Regions from separate parts of the Mus musculus genome. Here all the other regions are linked to region 1. The links are chromatin contacts, called in public promoter capture Hi-C maps. All regions are on one chromosome and are shown on one strand. The core of a region is the stretch at or near the end of the contact, and the rest is flanking DNA. Distances in the headings are between cores, read along the strand shown.

Region 1 (4,688 bases), core at 1,494-3,993:
TCCTTTACCTTTCACTAACACTTTAAAGTTGTTTGGTTGGTTTGTTTGTTTGTTTTTTTTTCCAAGTTGGAGAAACCAGAAGGTAAGCAAGGTCAAATAACTTGTCCCAAGTCCCCCAATACTGCTGTCCCTGAGAGTACAATGCAGAACTATCTGACTTGACAGTCAGTGCTGTGATATGCATGGATGTCCCTTTTACAAATCACTATGACCACGGTTGTCCACCTACACAGCAGACTTCACAAAACAATCTGCACACTGCCTTAGCATGATGTGAAACAAAAATCTGGTGGCTCAAACTTTACATTTTTCCGTACTGGAATCTAATCTACAAGCAGCTGCAACCCATCTGCGCCGTGGGTCTCAAATCATTACTAAAGTTCAATTCCTCGTGGACTTTCTTCATGTGTGATCCACATGCCTTCAAACAATGAAATGTTTGTTCAAGTAACACTTTCTCTAATCAACTGTCTCCCTATATATGAATCTAACTCCTAACTTTTTCCTTCTAAGCTTCCTTATGATTGAGGCCTACAGTTCTCCTGTAACCTCTCTCTGTTGTGCATTGCTTTTGCAATCAGGTCAACTGGCTGTGAATACTTATTTGCAACACTAGTACGTTTTATCCCGGCAAGCAAACATAACATTGTCTAAGCATTTTACGTAACCCTAGAAACAGCTGCTCATCACATAGCCGTTTAAGTCAAGTCTTAGAGAACTGATGATTTTCAATCGTACCCACTGATTTGTCTTCCCGAGTTCCTATTGAAGTGAGGCAAGTTTCATATAAGCTTGTATATAAGCTTTTCTACCATCCCAAATTCTGACAGCCTCCACAAAAATATATAAAGAAGATTAACAAAATCCCACATCTGAACAGGTTTATACTGTAGGTACTAGGCTCTAGTTAACCAAGAGGTATCTTCACACAGTTTCTCCGTTACCAATTAAATCAGTGGCGAACTACATGGTTAGAAAAGCACGATGCAAAATCTCAGGTCTGAATTATGATACTCAGAACCGCTGTCTGGAAAACCTACTTTGTATACATTTTTCAGGTATATATTAAGTTTACAAATTTGAAAAAAAAAAACAACTAAAGCTTGACCTTTTTTCTATAGTGTTTCTGAAAGCTGGTTAATGGTAAGAGTGTTCCAGATCACTGATGTAGTCGCCATCTCTAGGACTGACACACCACTGCACTGGATCTTTAAAGAGGTTCCCCTTTGAAAGGGCTCCTTTACTCAAAACAGCTTCCTAAACTATCAGAACCAAATGCTAAACAACAAACACGTGTTCATGAAACTAAATCAAAACTAGTCTTTCAGTCTACACAGAAGGATTCTTACAATACAAAAACCGAAACAGAACTGAATTACGCAGTCAATACAGAGATGGGTCCCCCAAATCCCACATCCACCAAATAACTTTATACGACGGTCACTACATACAGGGTGGGTGGGGGAACCAAATTCATGTCGTATATACAATGTTTACGACTGTTCTTGTCTTGTTTTAACGTCCTAAGGTGTTTCACGGATCTCAAAAAGTGATTCCGTAACAGCAGAACTAGTTAAGTTACACTCCACTCCAGCGCTGTGGAGTCGGACCGTCCGGAATCTGTAGACCCAACTCCTGTTTAAGGAGGCAGAGAACGGACTGATGCTTCGGCGAGATACTGGGAGATGAAACACCAGCCCGGGGGCCGGTGACCGAAGCAAGAAAATACCGATCGTTCGCCGGGTGCGGTTCTTAAAAACAAAACACACGCGGGGCTCGCCCTGCTGGGAAAGGTGTAAACAAACCCAGCTCTCCTCCACTGCAGCCACAAGGTACACAATGAAGCGGCGGCCGAGTGAGGGGGCGGGCGGTCTCCAGCCAACTACAGCCCCAGCGGGCCCGGGAGACGGGAAGCGAGCAGCAGGGAGCTGCGGCGTGAACCAGACACTTAGCAGTCATCACGGGCTCTCCGGGTTCTCAAAAAGCTGCGGGGACCCCCCCCACCCCACCCAAGAGGATCCCACGGGCAGGGAAGAGCAGTCCCGCAGTGAGCAAGAAGCCGGCAGGGTCCAGCATCTGCTCTTGGGGGGAACGGGGAGGGCAGGATGTGGTCGCTCTTCCCACAAACATCCTCCAGCAACCTAAATAACAACCTCTACCTTGCTCCCCCACCCACCCCGTCCAAGGCCGCCCCCGGGATCCGGAGGTGGGGGGACCCGGGAGCGGACGGAGGGGGGACACACACGCGACCGAGCCGGCCGGGGAGCTCCGCAGCCGCCCGAGGCCCCGGAGCGGGCTCAGCCCCCCGGGCAACCCGGGCCACCCGGGCGCGGGGCAGGGGGATGGGCGCGGGCTCGGCCCCTCGCTGCCCCGCGCGGCTCGCCTGCCAGCCCGCCCGCCCGGCTGCCCGCGCCTCCCCGGCGGCCGCGGCGGCCCGCGTTACCTCGGGTCAGATCGAGCGGGACGTTCTCCTCGCCGCTGTCATTCCGCCCTGTGCGAGACAAGACACACAACCCCAGTTAGAATCCATCGCAGGCCGGCGGCGCCCGACGCCCCGCTCGTCTTCCCCGTCCAACCTCACCCCACCCCATCCCCAGGCCCGGAGCAAAGCCGAGCGCCGCGACCCGTGACCCGCACCGGGTGAGGCGAGCGAGGGCGGCGAGCGGGCTTACCTCGTATTCGGAGGTTCTTCAGAGAGCGGCCGCGGCCGATCGCCGCCATATTGACGGGTTTCAGTCACAACACCGGAAACCTCGCCCGATCGCGCGAGAACCCCCTTCCCCTCCCCGCGCGCCGTTCCCGCCCCCTCCGCCCCCCTCCCGCGGCAGCGCCCCCGCCCCTCGGCACGGAGGCTCGCCCGCGGGCGCCGAGCAACGCGCCGCCGCCTGTGCCGACCCGCATTGGGCGGTGGGATGCGACCCCCGGCGGGGGGACACGGGCAGGGCGTCGGGGCGCAGGCGTGGTGGGAGGCGCAGTTCCCACGGGGGGGGGGGGCGCCCATTGATGTGGCCCGGGACTCTGGGCGCGCGCGCGGCGGAGGTCGGGATGCGGGCGGGCCACCTGCTGGCCCGCCCCGCCGCACTCCCCGCGTGGCTTTAAAGCCCGTTTCCTTACTCATCGGCTAAAATTGTTACCATTATTTTTATTATTATTATTAAAAGAGAGGGTGGGGTCCGGGAAAAAGGCGCGCGGCGCACAGTTAGGAATGTCGCTTTGATCCTTTTCCCAGAACCGCGGCGCCCCGAGTGAACACGTAACAAAGTTTGTTTTCCACCCACGCTCTGACCATTGAGCTAAGCGGCTTCGCGCTTGATCACAGGCAAAGCCGCTCGCCGCCGCCGCCGAGAGCTGGGCGGCAGGGCGGAGGTTTGCTTTCGGTCCGCCGGGCATCCGACGTGCAAGGAGTGCAGAAAGCGGGCGTGCAGGGCGCTCGCCCGAGCGCGGGACTCTTTCCCCGGCGCGCGCCAGCGCCTGGAGGCCCGGGACAGGGTTTCCTCTCCCGGAGCCCGGGGAGGAGGCTGGGCGCCTCGTCCTGGCTTTCTGTTACTCCTACATCACTGGCTGATGCCGATGTCGAGGATCGATGTTTTTAATGCGGACTAGTCACAAGGATTAGTTTACGGGTTTCTAGAAGCGGGTTAGTACGCACTCATTTGGCCCTTAACCCAGCAACTCTCTTAAGCTAGATTACTTTAATGAGAGGATATTTTGTCTCCTCCTATTCCTCACCTCTCTCTTCCAGACTTAAAAGTCCAAAGTGGAGATCTTGCCTTAACCACTTAGTTTTTAGTACAGACGTCAAAAACGAGTATCTGTTAGTGTAAACCTTCAGCTCCTTTTGTTCTAATAATGTTCTAAATAATAATAATGTTCTCACTAAAAAAAAAAAAAAAAAAGCAAACCAAAACCTCTCTAAAATCAAAAAGAAAAATAAAAAAATATTAGAAAGACTCTCCGTGTTAATAATAGTGAGCAATTGTAGACTTGAAAGCCCAAAGGTAGAAATTATGCAAATGTAATTTAAAATGACTTTGTTGATCCAGTATATTAACAGAGTGGTATTAAGTAAGCAATTACAGATTTCCTTTACTCATAAATGCTTGAAATACATATAAAATTCAAATGGTTCATTATAAAATACTTTTACAAGCATTATATAAGGAAAAAAATCCAAGATGTGTATCTGAATGTAAACTACTATTCCCCTTTCAATTGTGGGATCATGCCTGCATATTTTCTTCTTGCTTGGTCACCTACAACCAATAGTTGTGGTTGGACTTTTAACCAATAGTCGATCTATGACAGTTGTAGAAGCAACAAAAGTTTTTAAAAGAAAAATAAAGAAACACCAGGAAAATAAACTTGAATTGCTGCTCTCTTGGGGTACTACCCCATATCTCAGGATGAAGTCTGCATTCTGGCATCTGCTGCCCTGTTGCACTTAGCTTTAAGGATCTAACACAATTACAGTGCTTTAAAGAAATATTCCCTGACACTATCAGCACAAGCCTTGATAAACAACAAAATTGCTTCCTTTTTATATAGCTTCCAAGTCTCTATGGAAGTTATTTATTCTATTTCCTGCCTTAGATGAAGACCACAAAGCTGGAGGTCTGGCCAGAACATGAAAAAGTTTATCTTTCATCCCTCCACACATCACAATCACTAAAAACAAAATAAATTAGTAG
Region 2 (4,488 bases), core at 54-2,553, 6.1 Mb before region 1:
GCATGTCCGTGAATCAAGGGTTCATTCAGTCATTCCTGCAGGATTCACAGTCTCTGCACACAGTAAACCGCAGGCAAGTTTGACTCTCCCTCATTGTGCATGCCTCTAAGTCACTACAATTCCCTTCCACCGCTCCCCACAAATACGCGTTTTCAAAACCACCTGGGAGGTATACATTCACCGATTCCATCACTTACTGAGCCAGCACACGTGAGACGCTTTCCCAAGCTCTGTAGGCTCAAAGATTATAAGGCACACAAGCCTGCAGAGTTCAAGGATCGCAAAACCCATATACAAATGTTTATATAATAACAACAGTAATACGATGTCCCGAACACTATAAAAAGAAAAACGCGATGTGATAAATACAATAAAGTAAGGATGTAGAGAGTCCTGGAGAATAAAAAGGACTCTACTGAAGCTAGAGGTGGACAACAGTCAGGGAATTAACACCTCTCCACAGTGAGAAAACGGCACACTCCGTTAGAGAAGCTAGACAAAGGCCCTGGCAGTGGTGGCGCACGCCTTTAAACCCAGAACTTGGGAGGCAGAGGCAGGCGGATTTCTGAGTTCGAGGCCAGCCTGGTCTACACGGTGAGTTCTAGGACAGCCAGGGCTACACAGAGAAACCCTGTTTCAACACACACTCCCCTCCAAAAATAAAAGCTAGATACTGTACCACTGTACTATGGATGCGAAGTTCAAATCAATGAATTTAATGCAAGTGGGAAATACCTATTCTTGGGATGCCCTTTGAAAGCAGGGAAACCGAGGGCGCGATTCTGAACAGTTTACTCGTCCAGGACCGACGACACACAAGACTTGCAAGGTGTGCCTTTAAGTCACTGAAAACCCCGCACTTTCCCCAGGTTCAACCTGCAGCCCGGCCTCCTGCTGGATGAAGAGCACGTTGGCTGGTTTGCATCTCCCGCCAGCCTGCGAGGTTAAGTACGGGACTCCGGGACTCGCCTCCCCCCGCAAGCCGGGCGGCCCCGCGCCTGGACCACGGCTCGCGCTTCGCAAATAGATGAAAGGCTTCCTATCTACGGGATCTGTACCGGGTCGCTCTTTTCCCCCTGGCCGCAGAGCTGCCCCGAAGCCACCCAGACCCAACTCCCAGGATCGTTTAGGTCGATACTCGTTCTCTGAAAACCCATCAGGCGCCCCCCGTCTACCTACAGAGAGTCCCGGGGTCGCCGCCATCAAAGCCCAGCCTGGTTACTATAACACCCTCCACGGCTGAGGCGCCACCCACGCCTCCGGAACAGGAAGCCCCGGGAATTAAAAGGCAAACCGGAGAAATCCGGACCTGGGGAGGGAAAACTCTCCGGAGCGCGTCGCAGCACCTTTTGCACCGTGATTGGCGGATCAGCGAGAGTGACGGACGTATAGACCAATCGACATTGTCTACAGGTCTCACACTCGCCCTTCCACCGTGTCGTCCTCCAATCCGGAAGCGCAACCGGGTGAGCGCGCGTTTCCGCCGCGATCGTGCCTTGGGGGCGCGCGGCTTCGGGCAGCCGGGCTCCTCTCCCGCGTGTCCCGCGGCCTCCCTGAGACGCGCGGAGACATGAGTGACACCGGAGGCGACCGCGCGCGACTCAGGCGCTACACCAAGCTCCCGGTGTGGGTGGTGGAGGATCACCAGGAGGTGAGCGGGCGACACAAGCCACGGAGCCCTGGCAGGAGGGATTCGAACCCTAGCAGCCTGCAGAGGCTTGACCAGCACCTAACGCTGGCTGCAGCCTGTCCCCCACCACCACCAACGTCATCATCCCACGGTTTAACGAGAGGGTTAGCCAGGACCTGAGGGACCATAATCGTAGCTCGTGTCATATGAAGAGGAAAGCCTTCAGCGCTTATTAATGTACAACATGGCAGTGCAGTCGTAAAGTGGGTAGACTTCTGGAAGACGACCTAGCAAGTCTGGATTTGTTTATAGGACCCCTGGAGGGTCTCTGGATATAAAACAAAAGGGATCAAGAGTGAAGCTCTGCGATACACCCCTTCCCCCAGGAAAAGTGGGTTATTTACTGATGGAGAAAGTTAAAGGAGGAAAGAAAGAAGATCTCTGAGACAAACCCAACTTTGGGTTACTCTGTGCTTTTTAATTTGTTGGTAAACTTGGATGTATAGCATGTAGGAGGAAAAAGTCATCTAGTCCCACTTCACCATCCTAAAGGGACAGAAAATGCCCTAAAACTTAGAGTACCTGGAACACAGTTTAATGCTAGAGTGAGTGGTTGGAGATTATCATCAGAAACCATCTATGGTAAAGCTTTTTTTTTTTTTTTTTTTTTTTTTTTAATGTTCCCATGTTTGACCACTTGATGCACTTCAGGTTGGTGCAGTTTCTTGTTTTGTCTGCACTTGACAGTGTGCAGTTCTCACTGTGTGTGTCTGTATTACAGGTTCTGCCTTTCATATACCGGGCCATAGGTTCGAAGCATCTTCCTGACAGTAATATAAGTTTCTTACATTTGGACTCCCACCCAGACCTCCTTATCCCTGTGAACATGCCAGCAGACACTGTGTTTGATAAGGAAGCACTCTTTGGGTAATGTGACTTTTTTTTTAGTCATATTTTATGTATTTGAAATACAACATATAGCAGATGATAAACAAGAGATTTTGCTACACTCACATTTGCATTTTTTGTTTGTTTGCTTGCCTTTTAAATTTTTATTTAGAACATTTTTTTTTCTACCCACTAAAAGAGCCAAATAGGGATCAGGTGCGATGGCTGATCCCTGTGATCCCAGCCCTTGGAACGCTGAGGCAGGAGAATTACAGTTTGAGGAGAGCCAGGGCTACATTGAAGCCTATTTATGGTTAAGTGTTGTCAAGATGCTTGGCAGAGTCTAGAATTATCTGAGAAGTCGGTTGCAGGGCTTGCCTGTGGAGGATTATCTTGATTGGATTAATAGAGACCACTCCCTTGTGACCACCACTTGTGAGTTTTTGGGTCCATTCTTTTTCAAACCCCCACACATTCCTACCCTTGATAACTAATATCTTAGTGTACTGGTGGGTTTTGTGTGTCAACTTGACACAGGCTAGAGTTATCACAGAGAAAGGAGCTTCAGTTGAGGAAATGCCTCCATGAGATCCAGCTGTAAGGCATTTTCTCAATTAGTGATCAAGGGGGAAAGGCCCCTTGTGGGTGGTGCCATCTCTGGACTGGTAGTCTTGGTTCGATAAGAGAGCAGGCTGAGCAAGCCAGGGGAAGCAAGCCAGTAAAGAACATCCCTCCATGGCCTCTGCATCAGCTGCTGCTTCCTGAACCTGCGTGAGTTCCAGTCCTGTCTTCCTTTGGTGAAGGTGAAGAGCAATGTGGAGGTGTAAGCTGAATAAACCCTTTCCTCCCCGACTTGTTTTTTTGGCCATTTTATTTTGTGGAGGAACACAAACCCTGACTAAGACACTCTCCCACTGAGGCCCAACAAAGCTGCCCTGTTGGGAAACAGATTCCACCGCCAGGCTACAGTCCCACCCCCACCCCACCTCCCAGTTGTTGGGGATCAACCTGTTATAGCCAAGGCCAACCTTGAACTCCTGCTCCTCCTCCCAGTGCAGGGACTGTATGCACGTGCCACCGTGCTCAAGTGTCTGCATTCTTTTATACTTCCAAAAATCAAGCCTTGGAAATAATGAGTTGTGTTGTTTGTGTTTACTTTCCTTAAATTAAAAATGAAATTTGTAAATGTTCATTGTAAAATATTAAATTATTATGTCTACATAAACAAGTTTTCTTACTTTAAAAAAGTACATTTATAAAGCTATTGCGTGGCATTATTTAAATTTTTTAAGATTTCTTTAATTTTTGCCCTTGTAAATGACACCTGGACTCTCATCCATTTCATTCAGTCCATTGTTTATGTCATTTTGATTGAAAAAGTTATGATGAAAATTCATGCTCTTACGGAAGGGATTAGAAAACAAGATAGTAGTGTCAGTACTAACTCAGATAAGTAATGTCCTCCACCAAAACTCCACAAGCTTCTAAAGCTTGACTAGGATACAGAATCCACCAGTTCACCGCTCTGCTGTCTAAATAACCAGTTAATTGGTCTTTCAAAGAAAAAGTGATACTTATTTCGCAACTCTGTTATTGATGATTCAAGTGCTAATTTTAGAGGGGCTGGGGCTTTTTCTTGAAGCAACTGTTGTACTTCACAGTCTATAGCAGTTTTGGTGTGGTCCTCTTTTTGCTTCACATAATATTTTAAAATATCTACTTAGGAGCAAGAATTAATAAAACTGAGAACATTTTTCAGTCAAACTACCTTTGGACAAGAGTGATAGTTAGTTATAAAACATGCAGTGACTACTAAAAGACCTCCCGAGGCCTGGCTCTTAGGCTACCGACCCACCAGGATGCTTGTGTGCAGTCAGTACAAATGCTCATGCAGCAAACAGAAATCATGTTTCCATGGAAACAGCGTTACCCTAATAGTCCCGGGAACCTCCCAAGGGACCACACTTAAA
Region 3 (4,288 bases), core at 390-2,889, 5.3 Mb before region 1:
TCTATTTCTGCACAAGCATCATGACCAAGAAGCAAGTTGGGGAGGAAAGGGTTTATTCGGCTTACACTTCCTTGCTGCTGTTCATCACCAAAGGAAGTCAGGGCTGGAACTCAAGCAGGCCAGGAAGCAGGAGCTGATGCAGAGGCCATGGAGGGATGTTCTTTACTGGCTTGCATCTCCTGGCTTGCTCAGCCTACTCTCTTATAGAACCAAGACTACCAGTCCAGAGATTGTCCCACCCACAAGGGGCCTTTCCCCCTTGATCACTAATTGAGAAAATGCCTTACAGTTGGATCTCATGGAGGCATTTCCTCAACTGAAGCTCCTTTCTCTGTGATAACTCCAGCTGTGTCAAGTTGACACAAAACTAGCCAGTACACCCTTGTTTAGAGCTTCATACACAAAGACTCCTCTCTCACTTTATTTTGATGACGGTGTTGCTCTAGTTGGACTCCCGCATTCAGTAGGGATGCGCTGGGGCACTTCCCTACTACCCTTAGTAGGTAGTAGTTCCATTCAATACAAGGTTTGAATCACTTATTAATTTTTGCAGCTGTTAAATGTGAAGACAACGATCATTTCAACTCTTGAACCTGTTAGGATGATCACTATCTGTCAAATGCTGTATGTAAACCTTTGTGATGAACAGAACTCTGTTTGTTGTTGGCTACAGGAGGAAACCATCCAGTACACATTCTAAGCCACCTGCTTGTGGTTATTTGTGATGGTGGAGTGGATTTCCTCCGCGAGACTTTGGATCCGTGTTTAGACAAAGGTATGGCGATTCAGTATGCCTCCCGGTTTCTGTCTCCAGTACTTAGCTCCTGTATTCTAGGCTGGTAGTGAGGCGGAACACCAAGTCCATGGTAACCTGCAGAGGAGGATGCTGCGGAAAGGGAACACAAAAGGGGCCAGGGAAAAATGTAGCCCCCAAAGGACACATCCTTACTTTTCACCACCTCGTAATAATGCTGTCATATTATGACTATCAGAGCATTAATTCACTGATTAAGGCACAGCTCTCAGGATCCAGGCTCTTCTGAAAAGGTCATCAGTTGAAAACCAGATCCCCAATGAATGAGCCCACAGGGAGATTTTATATTCAAACCACAATTACTTTGGAGCCCCAGAACTCCATTTTAAGAATAAAGGTTTCGTGGCTAAGGACATTTGTAAGATTTCTTTGACTTTCTGAATTAAATAGTGCGCCTCGCAGGCTTGCTTCCTTTGGATTTTAGCAGCATGAGTCAGATCTTAAAGGTAGAAACGGAAAATCATCTGTAGGCAAGTGGGTCAGCACATTGTTTTTTCTCAGAGTAGCTCCCATCATTTCAGTACAGCATTTATAGAGCGGTACCATATACAAGCTATTTGCAAGCGCAAAGCTCCGTGGATCTTGTCATTTATGTTTCATTGACATCTCATTCTCCTTCAGATCAGGCCCAAGCTGCGTGGCATCTCACTGTGGTGCCATCTCCCTCTTTCAGGAGCATTTACTTCAGTATCTGTGGCGGCCCCTTTAAGGCCCTGGAAAGGGCCGGCTGGCGGTTGGGCGGCGAGGCCACGCCCCCTTCACGTGGCCTTCGTGCCATTGGGCGGAGCCAGGGCCTCTAAGCTGCCGTCATTTCCGGCTCTCTGTCAGTCCGGAGTAGGCGAGCGAGCGAGGCAGAGGTTTTTGGTCGGCCGGAGCGGAGCGTGAGTGCGTGGGACCCCGGGCCCATTCCTCGGGGCTGCGGCCAGGCCGACCCCAGGCTACCGCGGCCCCCTTCGCTCTCCTTGCCGGTGGGGAGAAAAACGGCAGCTCGGGGGAAGGGCCTCCGCTCTTGCCCGCGTCCCCGCGGGGCCTCGTGTGGCGGCCGCTCTGGGGAGCCGAGCCGAGGCGGTGGGCGCGGGCAGGCAGGCGAACGGCGGGTGATGGCCGCGCGCCCCTCGGACTGGGTGATGGGGCTCCGGGCGGAGGCGCTAGCGGTCTGCCCTGAGGCTGCGCTCGCCCACCCCTGTCCGGACCACCGTGCTCGGGAAGCCATCCCTTCCCCACCCTCGGGGGACGCTGGCCCCGCGGGGTCGAGGGGCGGGGGGCGCGCTCGGCAAACATGGCTGGGCTCCGGGGCGAGGAGAAAATGGCGCTGGCGCAAGGCCCTCCTCTTGTGCACGCTCTCGACGCCCCACGCCCCCTTCCTGAGGCCGGCAGTAGCCCCAGCCCTCGCCTCGGGGCTTTCGGGAGCTTCCTGGCCGCGACCCCCACGGTGCCACGCGCCGGCTCGCCCTCGAGAGCCTCGCACTCTGGGATGTTTTCAGTATTCCCCAGCCCCGGGCACCGACTGGTCGGTCTATAAACTACGGTCACCCCTTTTAGTTACCTTTTGCTCGAATTACGAAGCCCCCCGCCCCCCGGCCTCCAAGAAACCACCCCAGTAAAGCCTCATTAAAGTTAAAAGTCCAAGTGTAGGGAACGGGGCTGGCTTTAGTTCCCAGTAACAAACATTGTTTTCTTATTGGGTAGATTTAGGTTAGATAATGACGTGGTTCTTTGAAGTAATTTTAGTTCCCCAGACAGCTTTTCGTAATGGGAGATAGATATGGCTGGCTGTTTGCAAGCGAAAGATTTGTTTATGTGCAATTCCCTCTCAAAAAACAGGCTTTGTGTAGTTGTGTGACCGAGCTAGCTTGGGAAACTTGATTTTGGAGGTCGGGTTGTGAAATGGAGCAGTAAGAGGAAAAGCGAAGGGACTGGTTAGGAGCCTTCTCCCTCCTGAGTTTAGGTATTACCTCTAACGGACTGGCCAGTTGTGTAGAGTCGTGGGCAGGATTTGGGTAGCTCACTTTTGCCTTGACCTCCTATTTTGCACATTGAATGCCAGTTTGGTCTTTAGAGAGCTGGGTTATAATTTTTTTGATGTAGGAGGTAGGAATTGATGTATCTTTCTTGAGCATTTACAGAATCTTGTGTTTTTTAGGACCTTTAAGCCATGTAGAAGTTAGTAAGTTTATTTAGATGGAGAGAGCAGAAGATAGTTTGGTAAATAGCTTTTGCTACCTGGTTTTACCATTTGGTGTAAGTATCTTGAAAAGTAGTTAGGACCTGCCTAAGGACTTCTTGAAATGTGGGTTAGACGAGTTGTCTGCCCTTTGTTTTATGCAGTAAATAAACAGCAGGCTCTGCACTGTGTGCCTGTCTGGTGAGTTTTGCCTTGCACATAAAGCCTTCACATTTTATATATTTCCCTAAGTAGAAAATCAGTGCAAAATTATTGTGAATTGTGTATAACATTGTGAACTCCGATTGTTGCCTGTTGTTTTGATAGTGTGGCCACAAAGTAAAAACTAGTGTATACAGAACATGTAAAAGATGATTTATAAGGGCAAAATTAATTAGGTATTATGCTTACATGGGCAAGCTGTTTATGTTGGAGCTGGTCCCCTCAATGTGAGTGGAATTATGTACATTTCTCTTGATTTTACGGTCATTATTCTCAGCTGCTTTCTTGTAGTCTACCCACAAACTTTATAACCTGTCTAAAAATCAGTTGTTAAAAAGGCCCATTGACTTTGAGAAGGGTGAAGGAATGTGCACATGGCTTTTATTTCTTTTTTCTGACTGGGTTCAGAATAATTGGCTGTGCTTGTTGTTTGCAATTTAGACATGTGTTCTGTGTAACGACTCCAGTACCACAAAAAGGCAGAATGAGCTGTGGAAGTTAATTTTTTCTTTTGGTCTGGGAGAGCTAAGATGAAGGTACTAAAACACCTTGTAAATTATTCATGTGATGTCTTTTTCTTTCAGAATGCCTAAATCAAAGGAACTTGTTTCTTCAAGCTCTTCAGGCAGTGATTCGGACAGCGAAGTTGAAAAAAAGGTAACTTTTACTCTACCAAGTTCTTTTATAGAACAAAATGTATGGTGCATTAATTGCTCTATAATGCTGACATTGAGTTTTGAAGGGAAAGGCCTGTCAGTCTTTTAAAGTAGGTTTTGCTATGCATCCTAGACTTCTCCAAACACCTGGGATTTCCCTGGGGGGTGGGGGTGGGTGGGACGCTGGGATGGTGTTACCAATGCTGGGCTCAGAATGTGAGAGAATCTACAAGGGTAATTTTGTAAAGATAAATGACTGATGGATTCCTTGAGTAGAATATTAGATTCTAGTCTCATCTGCAGGACTTACATCAGATTTAAGAGGTCTTTGTGTTGTACTTGGGGTTCAGCCTGGCAGCCCAGTGCATCCTAGGCAAGTACTTGCTATATCTTTAGCCTTCTTCTTACTTTTTATTTGCAACAGGGTCTCAG
Region 4 (4,736 bases), core at 350-2,849, 5.6 Mb before region 1:
AACAGTCCCTGGAAAAACTCAGCTCTCTACCGCTGCTAAGTCTGAGGAACTAAAAAACTGTTTTATAGGATGAACTGAGTTTTGTTCTGGTTTGTTTCTTGTCCTCCTTCCTGAATTCTGAAAACGTATTTAAAAACAAGATCCAATACCTTTCTGTCTGACTCTCAAAATGTGTTGTCTAGAGTTTCCACACTGAAACGAAACAAACTTCCGGGCCACCTCATCATACATGATTTATGAAACATCCAATCCTGCAAGTCTGCCCTTAAAAATAATCATCTTTAGAGATGGATGGGTATTAATAAAATCAATCAAACATTAACTACAGAATCCAGACATTTAAAAGACGGACACTTGCACTTTTTCAACTTATATGTGTGAAATTCCTAAATATCTGGGGTGACCTTTCCAAACGTCAGAACACAACTTAAGCCTACCTAAATCTTTGCAGTCTTTCATCAAAGCGCAAACTTGGTATTCCTCCCAGCTCTTCACAAGCCCTCCCTTAAAATGGCAAAACGGAAAGGACGACAGCAGATCTAACCGCAAAACTAACTCATCGCTCGCTCAAACCAAGTTCATCCAAAAAGTAACTTCCTAGGTTTTATATCAACTTAGTATTGACTTTTTAAAACAATACCCAGTAAAAACAACTTTGCTAATTTCTTAACCGCGCGCCGCAACTCAAGTTTTACATAAGAAAGAGGGCCGACAGCAAGTAGATCCGCGAACCTCTCCCGGGTCTTAAAACCTGCAAAAACTCAATACTTGGGAGCCGCGGTAGCCCCGAGTCTTTAGATCTCAACAGTCTTGGGTTGGAGTTGCCATTATTTGCGGCAGACGGCGAAGAAGAAGAAACGCAAAGATCGCCAAGACTTCGGAACTAAGAGTGCTTGTGAGCAGAGGACGGGAAAACCCAAGCGAGCACTTGGTACCGGGAGGATCGGGAGCACTCGGAGCGCAGCCGGAGAGGGCTGACTCCCACACTCCTTGGGACGAGAGGGCGCTCAGGGGCGCGGGGCTCCGGAAGCAGGGACAGGTGAGGCCTCGGCCAGCGCCCACCCGGGCCCCACCTGGAGCCACCCGGGTCCCGCTGCCACCCCGGCTGCCACCCCGGCCGGGGCCGCGGCGCCCGCACCTCTCGGTCCTTGAGGCCCAGCAGGAGCACCTCCTCCATCAGGGTCAGCCGCGTTTCCTTGGAGTCGCCCTTGTCGTCGTCGTCCTGCTCGTCGCGGCGGCTCTGCGCCTCGTCCTCGCCGCTGCCGCCGCCGCCTCCCGCCGCCCGCTCCTTGTCGGCAGCGTTCCGGGAGGCCTCGGTGCGCCGCTGCACCAGGCCCGAGCTCCGCTGGGTCAGCGAGGTCATGGCTCCCGCACAAGAGCCGCGCCGGACCGACAGGGACGCGGGACCGGCCGGCTCTCCCTCACGGCCCCGGCCCCGGGAGCTTCCGTGTTAATTCTTGGAGCTGGGGCGATGTCCGTGGGCTGCGGGGCCGAAGGCGGTCATGAGGAGCCGGAGCTGGGCGAAGCCGGCGGGCCGGGCGTCGATGGGGTACACAAGGGAGCCTTCAGCCCGCGGCTGTGGCCCCCCACACAGCCCAGGAGCCCGAGCGGAGGCGGCGGCGGCGGTGGCGCTTCCCAATATGGCGGCGCGCGCTGACGTCACCGGAGGATGTGGCAGCGCCGGCGCGGGGCGGGGCCGGGGTGCCGGAAGCGGCGCGAGCGGGGGGCGTGGCTAGCCGCCTCCCACTTCGGCGGACACTTGAGCTTCTGGACTCGCTAGTGGCCCTGAGTCTGGAGACGAAAGGTTTGCGATCGGTGACCTGCCCGGCTTTCATCCGCCTCTCAGTTCACTCTAAAGGTCCGGCCTGGCGCCAGCGACCAGTGAGATCTCTCCTGGATCCCAGAAGCCGAGGCCAGGCTAGGGCGGACCCCACTGAGACCTCAGCATCCCTGGGGATCAGCCACTATAGCCCGGGTCCTCACTACCTACGGGGAGGACTTGGCTCTTCGCCTGTGAAACTCCCGAGTTTCAAAAGGAGTCATCTACACTCGGGCGTTTAAAGCTGTTCATGTACTGTGCTCTGGCGTAGAGAGGTTAAACAAATTGACGAATTGTGTTTGTAAAACTTTCCTACCTCCGACTGCGGCTGTAAAGTGGTCAGGGCGCACTGTACTGTTAGGACAGCCGACCTTAGGATTCTTTTATAGCGACAGTAAACCTCTTGAGTTTCATGCCACGTCTTTGTAGCCCTAAATCTATTTTCGATGTAATTACTAGGTTCAATCCCTTTGGCAGTTTGTGCAAATCAAGTTAAAGGAAAAACTGCCAAACCTGAGAAGGGTTTGGAGAAGTAGAAGGGCGGGTCTTATGAGAAAACATTATCCAAAAACGGTATCGTAGGTCTGTCCAGTATTATTTAAAATAAACAGTAACCATACGCAGTGAGTAAGCCAGGTTTAGACAGAATATTCCCCGCGCCCAAATACGTTGTCTCAACTCCTACGGGGACAGTAAGTCCCAGTAGGTCCTCCCACCCACAGCCCCAAGCTACCTTCCCTTTTTCCTGAAAAAAAAAAAAAAAAAAAAATGTGTCCTCAGCCAGTTTCTCCCATTCACGTCACCTTTTTGTTCCTTCACCTTTCTGGTCATTCTTTGCCAACTGACTTTAAATGTCCTTTGTAAATTAAATGGTTATTTAACTCAGAAGGTTAAATCCAAAAAGCACAAAGCTGTGCGTACAGGCTCTGCCTGTTCGGCTAGTTGCTCCTGTCCCTGCGGAGATTTTTTTTTTTTTTTAAATGGGGTAAGATGTGAAGCTTCGTTGGGGAGGTAGTCAGTGGGCACAGTACTTGAGGACAAATTAGAAACTGGCATCTGGGAGGCAGAGGCAGATTCCTGGAGGCTTCCTTGCCAGTGAGCCTCGCCACATGGGCAAGCAAATGGGTAAGTGCCTAGGTCCCAATAAGAAGCCTTGCCTCAGAAACAGTGTGAGGGCCCAGCGAATGGCTCAGTGGGTCAACAGCTTGCTGAGCTAGCGTGAGGACCAAAGTTCAAATCCCAGCACTCATGAGCACCAAGTACATTCCTGTAATAGCAGCCTTAGGAAGCTAAGAAAGACAGATCCTGGAAGCCTGTGAAACAGTTAAAGAGGATGCCTGAGGTCAACGTCTGGCCTCTACAAGTTCATGAACAGGTAAGAACAGCAGACATAAAACACACACTAGATAGATAGATAGATAGATAGATAGATAGATAGATAGATAGATAGATAGATAGATGAGATAGGAGCAGTACCTAAGGAATGATCACAATTTGTTATTTGCTTTGGTTTTGAGGGCTTTTTGTTTGTTTGTTTTTTAGTTTTGGAAACAGGGTTTATCCTGCCTCTGCCACAAGCTGGGACTAAAGGCGAGCACCAGCAGCACCCAGCTGCAGTTGTTTTAAATGTGAATCCTCATCACCTTCACCTTGAATGTGGCTTAAACTTCCAGCGGTAGACATCTTGATTCCCACCCCCACCCCCCACTCCACCCCCATCCATATCTGGTTCTATCTATTCACTTGCCGGTACGTGATTTTTCCAATTCAAATTTTATAATAATTTTGCTTCTTTTTATTTTCCTGTTTTCCTGTTATTTCTCCATTAATTTTTCCATGTAGATAATACACCTCTCTTTCTCTCCCCCGCCCCCCACCCTTTTCTCTGCCCTCGTGCCATCTGTCTGCATGTCTACATACCCACTTGCCTGCCTCTTCTGCTTTCCCAGGCTCTCACTCCACTCTCTTCCCTGAATATCTTTCACACCAGGTCTGTGTGGTGGAATTTCTCAGGGGCACCCTTTTACATGGGTCTGCCAAAGGCACCCTCCTCACCAATTAGATTTCCTAACATACCCAGTAAGAGAAAAGAAAGGAAAAGGAGAGGAAAGGAAAAAGAAAAGCAGGAAGGAAAAGGAGGAGCAAGGAGAGGAAGATTTAAGAAACAAATATTCCTAGGGGTAGCTGGTCCCACCCCTCGCTGGCTGCAGCATTGGGGAGGACAGACAGGAGCTCACGGGGGTAACGTGGTAGAGCTGGCCCTGGTGGTGTGGGCACAGGAGAGCTGGCCCCAATGGCATGAACTCAGGAGAGCCAAGCCTGACCCTTGACTGCTACTGTAGGCAGGAGAGCTGTCCCTACCTTTCATCTGGGCAAAGCAGGGAAGCTGGCTATGGTGGTACAATACAGGTTGCAGGAAAGAGGGTGGGCTGACCAACTCGGCTGCCATCCAGGCTGATCCAGGGCTTTGAGCTGACCAACTCCAACATCTACCCCATTGATGAACTGCTGGAGCTCGGGAGCTTCGGAAGGGGCTGGCTGTCCAGACCCAAAGCCGCAGGATCTCCATGACACGGGGCCAGAAGAGGAGAGCTGAGAGGAATCCCAGTGAGGATCCAGCAGTGACAGTGCAGCAGGCAGCCAGAGGCCTCGAACCAGACCAATGACTCACTAAAATGAACATACGCAAGTAAAGCTATTTGGGCAAAAGGGTGTCCTGTGGGACACACTGTGACACACTACAGCTTCCATGACCAGATGGTTTTGCTATTCTTGTTGTGCTTTTCTTTTCTTTGGATGGGAGTGTGTGTTGCAAGGGCCGAGGTCAGATATGGAGGGTCAGGGAGATGAATAGGATTTCCGGGGCACTATGTGAAATTGACAAAGCACCAATAAAAAGTTTTTAAAAATAAAAATA

The links. Promoter capture Hi-C pulls out the DNA fragments that hold promoters and counts their contacts.
Region 2: a promoter capture Hi-C map of pre-B cells shows a contact between it and region 1, with 4 times the contacts expected there. The contact joins the promoter of Drosha here to the promoter of Rictor in region 1. A contact is called at or near these places in 2 of 39 promoter capture datasets (liver and pre-B cells).
Region 3: a contact with region 1 is called in a promoter capture Hi-C map of pre-B cells, with 4 times the contacts expected there. The contact joins the promoter of Sub1 here to the promoter of Rictor in region 1.
Region 4: a contact with region 1 is called in a promoter capture Hi-C map of pre-B cells, with 8 times the contacts expected there. The contact joins the promoter of Golph3 here to the promoter of Rictor in region 1.

What each region holds. Positions count from the first base shown.
Region 1 is chr15:6,706,436-6,711,123 of GRCm38.p6, reverse strand. Rictor (RPTOR independent companion of MTOR, complex 2) reads right to left here and starts at 2,743. Exons shown (of 38, transcript NM_030168.3): 1 at 2,673-2,743; 2 at 2,444-2,491. The coding sequence starts at 2,721.
Region 2 is chr15:12,821,630-12,826,117 of GRCm38.p6, reverse strand. It overlaps Drosha (drosha, ribonuclease type III), which reads right to left and starts at 1,303. Exons shown (of 35, transcript NM_026799.3): 1 at 1,180-1,303; 2 at 1-53. 6030458C11Rik (RIKEN cDNA 6030458C11 gene) reads left to right here and starts at 1,461. Exons shown (of 9, transcript NM_029998.3): 1 at 1,461-1,651; 2 at 2,412-2,557. The coding sequence starts at 1,571.
Region 3 is chr15:11,993,358-11,997,645 of GRCm38.p6, reverse strand. Sub1 (SUB1 homolog, transcriptional regulator) reads left to right here and starts at 1,639. Exons shown (of 5, transcript NM_011294.3): 1 at 1,639-1,695; 2 at 3,785-3,857. The coding sequence starts at 3,786.
Region 4 is chr15:12,318,359-12,323,094 of GRCm38.p6, reverse strand. Golph3 (golgi phosphoprotein 3) reads right to left here and starts at 1,599. Exons shown (of 4, transcript NM_025673.2): 1 at 1,139-1,599. The coding sequence starts at 1,363. Gm52210 (a long non-coding RNA gene) reads left to right here and starts at 2,517. Exons shown (of 2, transcript XR_003951630.1): 1 at 2,517-3,194; 2 at 3,362-4,736.